Linked DNA regions of Mus musculus: region 1 is linked to region 2. The links are chromatin contacts, called in public HiChIP or PLAC-seq maps. All regions are on one chromosome and are shown on one strand. The core of a region is the stretch at or near the end of the contact, and the rest is flanking DNA. Distances in the headings are between cores, read along the strand shown. Region 1 holds the start of Lnclep (a long non-coding RNA gene). Region 2 has its middle 15 kb from the start of Gm38779.

Region 1 (6,093 bases), core at 2,743-5,242, 50 kb after region 2:
TTTGATTGCTGTCACATCAGGGTTTGTCAGTCAGGGGCCTCCACCCGTGTGAATGGCTTAATCCATTCATGCTCTACTAGGTCAGCTCAAGAATGGCTTCCTTATAAAGGCGAGTCTCATTTGGAGGGGCAATGCATGTGGGTTATTCCAGTGTAGGCTCAAGCAAGAGGATCCTGAGTTTGAAGCTGGCAGCACCTGCCTTAGTCACCGTTCTATTGCTGGGAAGACCATCCGTGGCCCAGGCAACTCTCCCAGAAGAAAGCATTTAATTGGGAGCTTTCAGAGGTTTTGTTTATTACCCTCTGGGAACATGGTGGAATACATGCAGGCATGGTGCTGGAGAAGTAGCTGAAAGCTACATTCTGATCCATAGAAAAAGAGAGAGAGAATGGACCTGGAATGAACTTTTGAAGACTCAACCCCCACGTACACACACATGCACATACACACGTACACACACACACACACACACACACACACACACACGACATACATCCTCCAATCCTTCTAATCCTATCAAACTCACTTCCTCCTAGTGACTAGAATTCAAATATTTGAGCCTATAGGGGCCATTCTTATTCAAACAGCAGCAGCAATTTAGCAAGATCTATCTCAAGGTAAAATAAGCACAATGGCTGGAGATGAAGGTCCTTGATTGAATCTCCAGTACCATTAAACCAAACAAAGACTGCAACAAAAATAAATATATAGGTAAGAATGGTAGTAGTAAGATGCCTTAGCCCAACAGCCAGATTGGATTTCAGGAACTTACATGCTGGAAGAGAACTCAGTTGTCCTCTGACTATCACATACATGCAGAGGCATGTGTGGCTGACCATCACACACATGCAGTGCCACGTGTGGCTGCGTTGTCACTCCTTGCTGTTGCATATTTGCACGTGCACACAGACATACACATTAAATAAACACTAAACCACAGCTAAGAAAAACAGAATATCAACAGAGAAAGCAGTGAGCTCTCTGACTAGCTTCCTCTTTCTTACCTGAGATGTGCTCTGCCATGTTTTGATACAGCAGGAAGACCCTGTTCTGTACAGTTCAGAGAATGATCTCCAGGGACCATGCTAGTAAGCAAAAGGAGGGAGGGAGGGAGAGAGAGAGAGAGAGAGAGAGAGAGAGAGAGAGAGAGAGAGAGAGAGAGAGAGAGAGAGAGAGAAACAGCAGTTTAACATCATCAAATCTGGCGTCTCCATCATCTGGCTGGTGTGGTCCGATTGGACAAGCAGACAAAGGTAGCATCATGGAGTTGGTGCTTACACCAGCAAAAATGGAATGGGGACGTTGAAGCTCCTGACTGAGCTTGCTTTCCAGGGAAGAGATCCTTGCCACTTGGGAAGCCTTTACCTCACAGCTGTTGTTCTCAAGGTCTCGGTGCTTTTAGTACCCTTGGCTGCCTGCTGATTCCTGTTCTCTTTGTTACAGAACCAGGCTGACTCAAGACAAGGAGTTTGGAGAGACAAGGGAAGGCATCTTTGCTTCACAGACATGCAGAGGCATGTGCGTCTGACCATCACATACATGCAGAGGCACATGTGGCTGCATTTTCACTCCTTGCTGCTTCATGTTTGCATATGCACACAGAATACACATTAAATAAACACTAAACCAAAGCTAAGAAAAACAACAACGACAGAAAAGGCAGTGAGCTCTCTGACTACTTTCCTCTTTCTTACCTGAGGTGTGCTAAGAGTCTACTTTCAAGAAATTTAGGAAAACATGGCAATTTATCAATATAATATGTATTTCAGATCCTTACCAGGTGACAGGCAGGTGTCAGCAACATGCTATGTACTCCTCAGACTCAAGAATTATAAGCTTAATAAACCTATATTCTTCATAAATTAGTGAGTCCTAGATATTTTTTAAAAAGTAACACAAAAATGGACTAAAATTTTTTTCTGATTTGTCACGATGACTTTCAATAAATATCTTCAGCCATGTGTCCCTGGTGCTGCTGGGTTGAAGGGAAACTGCTGTCTCCATCACGGACATGCTGGCTGATTTGCTCAGGAGCCGCCCATGCAACCCACTAACAAGATGTGGTACTTGGGCGGTTATTGTGATTAGCAGCTTGATTGCCGTTTAGAATAATCAAGAAGACACAACTCTGGCCATGTCTACAGGGTTACAGGGTCACGGAGACTTGTTACCCCCCACCCCCACCCCACCCCTCGGTCTCAGAATGCTGCTGTCGTCAGCCAATGTGTCTCTGAGCTAGATTCTCTGCAAGGAGACCCTGAAAGACCAAAGATGTTTAGCTGAGGATGTACCACCCCCAGAGGCTTGGTTCCTGGACTGAATAAAAAGGGGATGAAATGGGGAGGCCAGGTGAACACCAGAATACAAGGCTCTCTGTTTTCTGGCTGTGGGCACAGTATGATCTGTTCCCATGGCTGTCTTTTCTTACTGCTGCGACTGCTTGGCCATGGGATCTTTAGGCTTTTGGAACTAGCTTGCAGGAGGAATTTGGAAGAGTTTGGACCAATGAGCTAAAGCCCTTACATAATACAGCATAGCTTAAATGGTTATTCTGGTGGGAGGGTGGAAGACCAGGAACTGCTAGAAACATACTGTCCTAGTTAGGGTTTCTATTGCTGCAACAGCACTCCATGACCAGAGCACCTTGGGGAGGAAAGGGTTCATCGGGCTTACAATTCCTCAGCACCGCTCATCACTGGAGGAAGTCACGACAGGAACTCAAACGGGGCAGGAACTGGAGACAGGAACTAAAGCAGATGCCATAGAGGGATGCTGCTTACTGGCTTGCTCCCTGTGGCTTGCTCAGTCTGCTTCCTTACAGAACCCAGAACCACCAGCCCAGGGATGAACACACCCACAATGTACTGGACCCTCTCTCAATCACTAATTAAGAAAACGACCTATTAAGCCTGCCTATAGACCAGGACCAGGCGTATGGAGGCATTTAATTACTTGAGGTGATTGCCTCAGATATTTTAGCTTATGTCAAGTTGACATAAAACTGTCCAGTACACATAGGTAGTGAAGCTTTGACTGATGATGTTTCAGAGGGCGACAAAGGCTTATCAGGAACAGAACACGAGGCCATTCTATTACATCCTGGCAGATTAAGGTGGCTACACTCTTCTTGTCCCGAGAGCTTGAGGCTGAATTCAAAGCCAGTGGGCTGATTTGTTTGGCAGAGGACATTTCTAGACAATCTACCATTTAGTCTGTGGCATGGTTAGTGCCCACTTCTTTTCAACAGGTTCACAGAAAGAGAACAGAAAAAATGGATAAGGGCCAGATGAAAATATACAGCTTAGAGAAGAAAGGGTATTTAAAGTTGTAGATGTGAAGGGTGTGGAGAAAGCACGTGTCATTGCTAAAGAACTTAATGTTAACTAAATAGAAGCTTTTCGCTTAGCACTGGAGTGACAGCACCTGAAGTTACTTCTCAGGTCCCAGCCCAAGAAGAGCAACTGTCATGGACACACCCTAAAATGTCCTTTATTTGGTGTGTTCTTGGATTGTGTTCTTCCCTGAACCAAAATCGGCTATAAGGATAATCTAATTCCGGCCTTGTTCTCTTGAGTCTACTTTCCCTTAAAGTCTTAATTTCTTCAGCTGTGAATTCTTTCACCTCTAGAGTTTTCGAGACTCTGAACTTAGTGGCCCCAAAGGAACACTTGATAGTGTGTGTGTGTGTGTATGTGTGTGTGTGTGTGTATGTGTGTGTGTGTGTGTGTGTGTGTATGTGTGTGTGTGTATGTGTGTGTGTGTTTGTGTGTGTATGTGTGTGTGTGTGTGTATGTGTGTGTGTGTGTATGTGTGTGTGTGTATGTGTGTGTGTGTGTATGTGTGTGTGTGTGTATGTGTGTGTGTGTATGTGTGTGTATGTGTGTGTGTGTATGTGTGTGTATGTGTGTGTGTATGTGTGTGTGTATGTGTGTGTGTGTATGTGTGTGTGTGTGTATGTGTGTGTGTGTGTATGTGTGTGTGTGTATGTGTGTGTATGTGTGTGTGTGTATGTGTGTGTGTATGTGTGTGTGTATGTGTGTATGTGTGTGTGTGTGTGTCTGTAGTTTGTAATAAAAACAAGTGGAAAAAAGGTTTGGTAAGGGCCAAGCTTCCACAATATCTTTTTAAACAATCTATCAAGTCCAGGAAAGAGAGCCACCCACTCTCAGACCGTGGGTCCTCTCCTCCCTTCTATTTGTTGTGAGAGGAAGATGTTACCCTGTAATTCCATAGTCCCAGATCCCCTACCCCTACGAAGCCCCAAATATTTCTCTAAGCTACATCAACCCAGAAAACAAGGAAAGAGGTGCATTCTCCGAGGGTGGGGCCACTCCCTGTGCTGATCTAGGGTAAAGGGCTGGCTTTTGGCCCCAAGCCCAAGAGTCCTCTTTGCATGCCAAAGACTGCTCCTGCGCTGAGCCTGTGAGGATGGATAACTGCCAGGGTCTGGGCTGGGCACTGACAGTGTTGAGCCTAGCTCTTGGCTCCCGAGCCCACGCCTCCGCCTCAGGGCCAGACAGAGCCCTGGTTTGGAACTCCTTTCCCCACACCCCCTTGAAGCCCTGAGATATCAGCGCTTCTTAACTGCACTTGGGAATGGGGAGGAGTGGTTAAAGGGACCACAACCAAATTGCCTCTCTCAGAGGGAAGACATTTTCAAGAGGCAGAGAGTTCAAGTGAATGAAGGAGTTTCACAGTTGAGTTAATGTGAAGAAGACGTCATCCCAGAGGGTCTTGTGAATGGTTTGTGAATATTGCCAATAACATCTGTTTCCTCCTTAACACCTTAGGGGGTTTGTTTAGAGGGATCCTTTGGCCTTGATTGAAAAGATGAAGCCTGAGAACCTTCGCTTCCCTGGGCCACAGACCCTCCTCACGCCCGAATAGTCTACACCCTGGGTGACAGATGACTTAGTCCAGTCTGGAGGGCAGGGGGCCTACCTCTGTGCCCAGAGCTCCCTTCAAGGACCTCACCCTCAGAGTCCCACCCACCAGCCAATGAGGACTCGGGGAAGTGAGGTCACTGCATCCTGATTCCCGGCCCAACAAGGGAGACTAAGACTTGGAGGGGGTAGTAACTAGCAGATGCCACCACCGATGTTGGTAAAGAAGTATCGAAGGGCAAATGAGTCAGCAGTAGGTTTAAGCAATGAACAGTTGCACCACGGGGTGTTTCTCAAATTCTTGTCTACTTTTAGAAAGTACGCAATGCCATTCAGTGGGCACCGTGATTCTGAAATAGCTGCGAAAATGTTAAAAATGCTGTGGGCAAAGATGTGCCCTCATTGACCTCTTTCTGAAAACAATAGTCCACAATTGTGTGGCGCGCCCTTCAGCAGCCTGGCTGCTCCCTCTGATCCTTGTTGGTGACATGAAGGGAATGCATGAAACTCTCTCTCTGGAGGCTCCTTCCAGCCTCGAATTCTGATACCTGACACTAGGCCCACATTCCTGATACTCCGGCTGCATCTCTACAGGACCAAGACCACCAAGCCAATCGGGTGAGTGTGGACAAAATGTTCTCCCCAATCGATTCTTTGGCACAGGGTAGTTGAAACAATTAGTTAGCTGGCATTGGTTTTCATTTCACAACTGGCGGCTCTGGCATCATCGTGACCAGCGGTTTTTCCCACAGCGGTGTCCTAACATGCTGCATGCCTGGAGCAGTTTTGAGGTGTGTCATAGGCAAGTGGCTACCTAATAACAAACTGTCGAGGCTTTCGAATGATTGATGATCTTCCTGGTTTTAATCAATTAGAACAGATTCCACATAACCCCGTAATGATGCCCAGACGGTTGCTTGCATTCTGACATGCCTCTTTGTATGGAAGACGTTTTGCAACTGGCAGACCAGGTCTGCTTGGAGCTCCAATTCTGCTGGATGCCACGGGAAGAGTGTCACGAGCCATACGCATGGATATCTGTCATCGGAAGCAGCCGCAGGCTGGCCATCGGAAGCCCCTGATGCATCCTTAAACATTAAACCACTAAAGATCCAAGCTCTAGAATAACCCGGCCTAAACAGCCTGCTACCGGCATAGGCTGAGGTTTAGCAAGACAGCTGGTAAACAAGGCAGTTCAGAAGAACATGGA
Region 2 (5,740 bases), core at 2,173-4,672:
CACACTATGCAGTCTCACTCGGGGTAGAGGAAAAGTAGCAGAGATGCTGTCCTGGAATAGGCTGAGAAGCCTAAGATGCATCCTAGCTCCCAGAAGGTCTCTTCCAGCACAGGCCTGCAGAAGTATCGTCAGTGTGACAAACCCCCAGGCCTTAGTAGGGCCCCAGACCTTAGCACAACCGACTCCATGATCAAAGTACCATTCAGGCTGTGAAACTCAGCACGCAGAGAGCACCTCCTGCCAAAAACTAAAACAAAGGCCCAATCCATCAAAGTCCATTGTTAGGGAAAGTCTCTAAATGCGCTAACCTTGCTGTTTGGCTTCCGTAGTTCTGCTTCTGGCTAACTGTTCTTGCTAACTGAAGTATGTCAACCCAGAACGTGGTTTTTAGGCTTAAAGGCTTATCCCGAGAAAGGCTTAGAGCTACACTAGGATCCTGAACACCCAGTGTAATCATTGGTCAGCTAATAAAGGCCTAAATCAGTGGCTGATTTAACTTAATTAGTGGCTGGTGGAAACCCACAACCACCAGCAGCGCCACTGGCTTTCTCAGGTGATGCACTGTGCACAGATGGTGTGTAGCCTGCAAAACTCAGCTTGGAAGCCATTTCCTGAGCACTCACTGTGTGCCTGCTGGCGTAGCTGAGCCATGTAGAACCCGAGGAGGAGGAGGAAGAGGAGGAGGAGGAGGAGGAAGAGGAGGAGGAAGAGGAGGAGGAGGAAGAGGAGGAGGAGGAGGAGGAGGAAGAGGAGGAAGAGGAGGAGGAAGAGGAGGAGGAAGAGGAGGAGGAGGAGGAGGAGAAGGAGGAGGAGGAGGAGGAGGAGGAGGAGGAGGAGGAGGAGGAGGAGGAGGAGGAGGGGAATGTAAATCAGGGGCACATCGAAGCCACTGAACTGGACCACTCTATGGACAGAAAGAAAGGTTTATTTGGGATTAAACTGCCAAGGCTATCTCTTGGGGGACAGAGAAATAAGACGGCCAAAAAGCAAATGCACTCAGCAAGGTACTGAGGGTGGAGGATGGCGGGGGGGGGGGGGGGAGACAGGAAGTGGGGCAGGGCTGTGGCAGGCCTTGGACCTAACAGGTAAGATCCACTTCCAGTTCTAAGAGATGTATTCAGAAAGCTCTACTCTTTCCTTAGAGAATAGCCATTCAAACGACTAAAACCAGAGCTCCTTCTTGGTGGTCAGAGACTTATAACATGAAAACCTTTAACCATGGGGATCAAGGCCTGCAAGATGGAGTCAAAATTTGATCTAAGTTTTGGGGAGGAGGTACATGGAAACAAATGTTCAAAAGAGGGATTACCCATTTCTGTTCACAAGCACAGGTTGGTCATTGTGCCAGAAGGAGAGCACCACATGCTCTGGTCCCTGTAGTGGTCCAGGCGGGGAGCCAGACAAGCAGATGAAGGCCACAGCTTAATGGGACAGAAGTTCTGGGTAGGGGAGGGACGGTGGGTAGATGTCCAGACCATATAGGCCTGGTGAATATCCTGCTGGAAAATAAGCATAGAGGGAGGGAGAAAGCCAGATCACCACACACAACCACCACTACAACCACCACTGCTTGCCTGTACTTGAATCTGACTCCGTTACTGCTTTGCTGGAGCTGGGGTGGGGAGCAGAGCACTCAGACAGAGGCTGAGGGATGCCATGGAGTGAAAGACTAGAGTATCATCTTTGGATGGGCCAGGGAGGCAGAGAAGGTAGGTTCACTCATAGCTGAGAGAATCCACTGTTGGGTAGGAGCAGGAGGCACATCATTTCTTCAGAGGATACATTCTGCTATCCTCTCCTGTGTTCACAGTCCAGCCCTGGGAAGGGGTGCGAAGGTTAATAATCGTGACCAGCTTGACTGGATTTAGAATCGCCCAGGAAATACGCTGCTGGGTGTGACTTGACAGTGATTTCGGAGAGGTTTAACTGAGAGGTAAGGCACACCCCGAATATGCCTGCCACTACCCTGAAATCTGGGTTCCACACAGAAAAAAAGTGGGAAAGGAGAAAGACGACAGAGCATCAGCAGCCGCCCGCCCTACACTTCCTGATTCGTGGCCCCTCCCACTGCTGTGATGGACAACATTTCTTCAAACTGCGAGCCAAAATAAGCCCCTCCTTCCATAAGGTGCTTTCGTCAGAGAGATGAAAAAAAAAAAAGTAATGAAAACAAGGGACTGTGGCCTCATTTTACAGTCAAGGGCACCCTGGCTCAGGGAGGGAAAGGGACATGAAAAGACAAGGCCACACAGCTTCCCAGGGGCCAGATCAGACCTGTTTGTTACACATATTATTCTTAGTCTGGTTCTTACTTGTTAGGGACAGCTAGGGTTTTTTGTTTTGTTTTGTTGTGTTGTTGTTGTTGTTTTGTTTTGATCGTTTGGTTGGTTGGTTTGATTTGGTTTTTCATCTCTGTGGCTAATGAGGTGCTGAGGTCAAGAGGAAACGACCTGGACACAGGTGACACGTGAAAGTCCAGAGGGAGAGGTGGCTTCTGGCCTCAGGAACAGGCAGACAGAACCTTGGGAGACAAGTCACACACTTCTCTCGTAAGAGTGAGCAGAGGTGAGGAAACGTTAGAGAGGACTGAAACACAGACCTCTGGATGTTCTTCACTAGGCTCCTGAGAGCTTTCCCGAGAAAGGGGAAGGCGGGTCATCTCGATGCCCCGCCCCATTCCCCACCTCCCATCCACCCGCAGTACCCGCAGCTCACACAGCCCTGGCAGGATTTGCGCTCTGGCCTTTTGCTCTGGCAGAGCTCTGCAGTCCAGCTCGCCCCCCCCCCCCCGGGCCCCCCTCCGATTGGCTAGGCGTTTGCTATTTTGATCTGGTGGGAAAAGACTGAATCAAGGGCTGAGATAGGGAAGAGCAGACACTACTCTTTGAGGTCGGGGACTCCCTCTTAGACAGCCTGCTCCCAGCCACCCCCAGCTTCTTTCTGCTTGCTTGTCCCAGAAGTAGAGTCGGAAGCAACTAACTCTTAGAGAAATTGGTCACTTTCTGGCCTCAAGGATTCTGGTACTTAGAACAGCAATCGTGTCCCCAGACTTTCCCAAATCAGTCGACCTTCTAAGAGAAGGCGTCCTGTTAAACCATAGGCCTATGTAGTCCAGCCCTATCCTTCGCCCAGGGGTGGGGTGAACCTCAGGCGGTAGAATGGATCCCTGCAGGATTTCCTCCACTCACAGGGCGGAGCACAGCTGGAGGAGAAAGGGCAGGGTGTCCCTGCTTCTGGCCCCAGGCGTGCGCTAGACCCTAGCGGGGAAGGATGGTGTGGAGACCAACCTGCGGTACTGAGTCGCGGGTGGTGGGAGGAAGTTAATCCTTCAAACCCAGTAGGACGTTAAATTCTGACTCGAACCTATCCGGAGCACCGGGACTCTGGCGCACAGCACAGCAGGTCCATGAAAGAGCCTGAACGCGGGACCCGCCCACTCGAGGGTAGAGAGACCCAGTGTGGCTCGCACACGTGTGTGTGTGTGTGTGTGAGTGTGTGTGTCCGCGGGTGTCTGCGCGTGCAAGTTGAGAGGGTCTCGGCGTCCCCCGCACTCTCTCTTTTCTCTCTGGGATTCTATAAATTTGCCTTCCTTTGTTCTCAAAATAGTACGTGAGCGCTGCCGGCGCTGCTCTCGGGAGGGGTGGGGGCTGCTGCGCGCTCGCTCGCGCGCAGAGTTAGCTGCAGGGTTACAAACAGTCTCTCCTGCTCCCCCGGCCTGAATTAATGTGTTACTATTTCGGGCGAGCCAGTGTTTCCAGGGGAAACCTAATGACGCAATGACGTCAATGCAGGTCAGCAGCAGACTCTCCGGGAGGGCGGGCGGGCTCCCGGCTTTCAGGCTCCGCGCAGTCTGCGGGCGGGAGGGTGCCAGCGAGGTGGTGAGGGCGGTGGGTGCGGGGACGCAGCAGCCCTGGCCAAGCCCAGAGACCGGAGGACACCCCCCTCCCAGCGCTCTAACACGGGTAACTTCCCGCTGCCCGGAACGGAGTTTCTCCGTTACCCACGGACATCCAGGAGGCCGTGTGGAGGGCAAGCAGGGTAACCCCCACTCCTAAACCACCTCTATCCAAGGGGAGCCCGAGGAGCCAGCAGGTCCGGACACTCTGAGGAGGCTCCTCGTGGGGCCTCCCACGCACAGGTACGCGCTGGTCCTCTGGGTGTCTTCAGTTTGGGAGGGAGACACATTTCCATCCACTCTCCTCTACTGTCCTGGCACCATAAATGGGCGTCTGGGGAAAGAAGAAGAAGCGGTGTCTTAGGAGGCACTCTTCGCTTGTGGCACCCCTTTTTTTGTGGGCCCAAGAGCCGACTGCTCTACTTTAGCATCTTCCCTGGTCTCAGACTAGAATTGGAACTTCCTTCCTGATTATGCCTCCCTTGGGGTCACCATCTGAGGCCCAGACACAAAGCGGGAGGGACATCCAGGCCATACAGGCCAAGGTGATGCTAGGCTGGAGAGGTACTTTGTAACCTGGTGGGAGCCAGTGTTGTTTAAAGAGGGAGAACAGAACTGCTTGAGTGTGTTTGGTGTGCCCACAGGGTGTGTGTGCACCTACCCACGGGGGTCTATGTGCAAATGTGTCTGTGCCACCCGTGTACATGGGAACGCCTTACGTATCCTTCCTTGCTATGTATTCGTGGCATCTTTCCTGAGTGCAGGAATCCTTTCTCCGATTGTTGGTCCAGATTGCACCTTGCTCCTAGGGGGATCCTGGCCAGCTTTCCCCAAGCTGACCACAGCATCAGATTGCTGCATTCTTCTCAAAGCCCAACCTGTCTTCTTGCCCCAACTAACTCGTGCGCTTTCTTTGAGGATAAGTAGAAGGAGGGGGGATCGAGAGGGAATCCCTTTCTACCCGCCCCCTCTAACTTGTGGCGGAAGCACAACCTTCTCAGGGTTCCTCCTTTTAGACCCGCTGCTCTCCGATTTCAGCACCTCGGCGTGGACAGCGCCAGGCTTGCACCTGCCTAGCCTTTTCTCTCTCTCTCTTTTTTTTCCCCCTTGCCAACTCTGGGAGCCAGGCCTAGGAGTGCGCAATCTCCGGCCCCAGCCTACTTCTCCTGGCCGGGGCCTTTTTAGCTTCTAACTAGCTCCAGAACCCAATTCCAGATCCTTCTCCCAGCCTCGCAAGGTACACCATACAGGAGGAGTCTTCTGTGTCAGGTAGCCAAGAACTCCTGCTCTGCCACCATTCTCTTTTCTCACTTCAATTATTTTAATGAATAAAATGAGATTTCCACTCCCTGAAAGGCAAGCCAGACTACTGACTGCAGAAGAGTGGGAATGGGGAGTCCTCAAGACACCCCCTCCCCAGTCTCACACCCCCTCTTTTGCTTCTTTTCCTATTCTAGGCCTCCTTGGGTCTGAGGCCTGGGGTAAATTCACAGCCCCTCACTGGTCACAGGACTCCGGGGCTCTGTATGGAATAATATTCAAGGAGGATCTTGTAAGAGTATGCTCTGGGCTTCCCAGGAAATTTCCAGGGATACATTTGTTAATTAATTAATTGATTATTTTACTTATTTTTGTAGTGATAGAGTTCTATGCAATTCACACTTACTAGGCTGTGACCACTTGGCTAACTGGAGAAGGCAGCACACACATGCTAGCACTGATGGAATTCCAGATAAAGCAACTGCCTGCAGCTTGCTCCATTCCTGCATCCATGACCAGCAAGGCACTGGGATGTTGTCCCAAACACACTGCAGTCCTCCCTCTTCTTAATCTCATCATCACCAT

What was found. HiChIP or PLAC-seq counts read pairs in DNA pulled down with a chosen protein or histone mark.
Region 1: an H3K27ac HiChIP or PLAC-seq map of neural progenitor cells shows a contact between it and region 2, with 2.5 times the contacts expected there. The contact joins the promoter of Lnclep here to the enhancer-like site in region 2. A contact is called at or near these places in 1 of 39 promoter capture datasets (liver), 1 of 15 datasets of contacts at CTCF or cohesin (embryonic stem cells), 20 of 484 Hi-C or Micro-C datasets (the N1E-115 cell line, Sertoli cells, brain and 8 more) and 9 of 115 datasets of contacts at active chromatin or transcription factors (embryonic midbrain, embryonic stem cells, kidney and 1 more).

Annotation. Positions count from the first base shown.
Region 1 is chr6:29,026,962-29,033,054 of GRCm38.p6, forward strand. It overlaps Lnclep (a long non-coding RNA gene), which reads left to right and starts at 3,993. Exons shown (of 2, transcript XR_377380.2): 1 at 3,993-5,501.
Region 2 is chr6:28,977,674-28,983,413 of GRCm38.p6, forward strand. No RefSeq gene overlaps it. Among named protein-coding and RNA genes, the nearest start is that of Gm38779, 15 kb to the left of the region's middle. Within about 2 kb of position 3,423, at least 115 of the 459 cell types and tissues checked have an H3K27ac peak or open chromatin away from gene starts, as enhancers often do. A contact at or near this core is called in the N1E-115 cell line, brain, cerebellar granule neurons and 6 more, where this site is marked.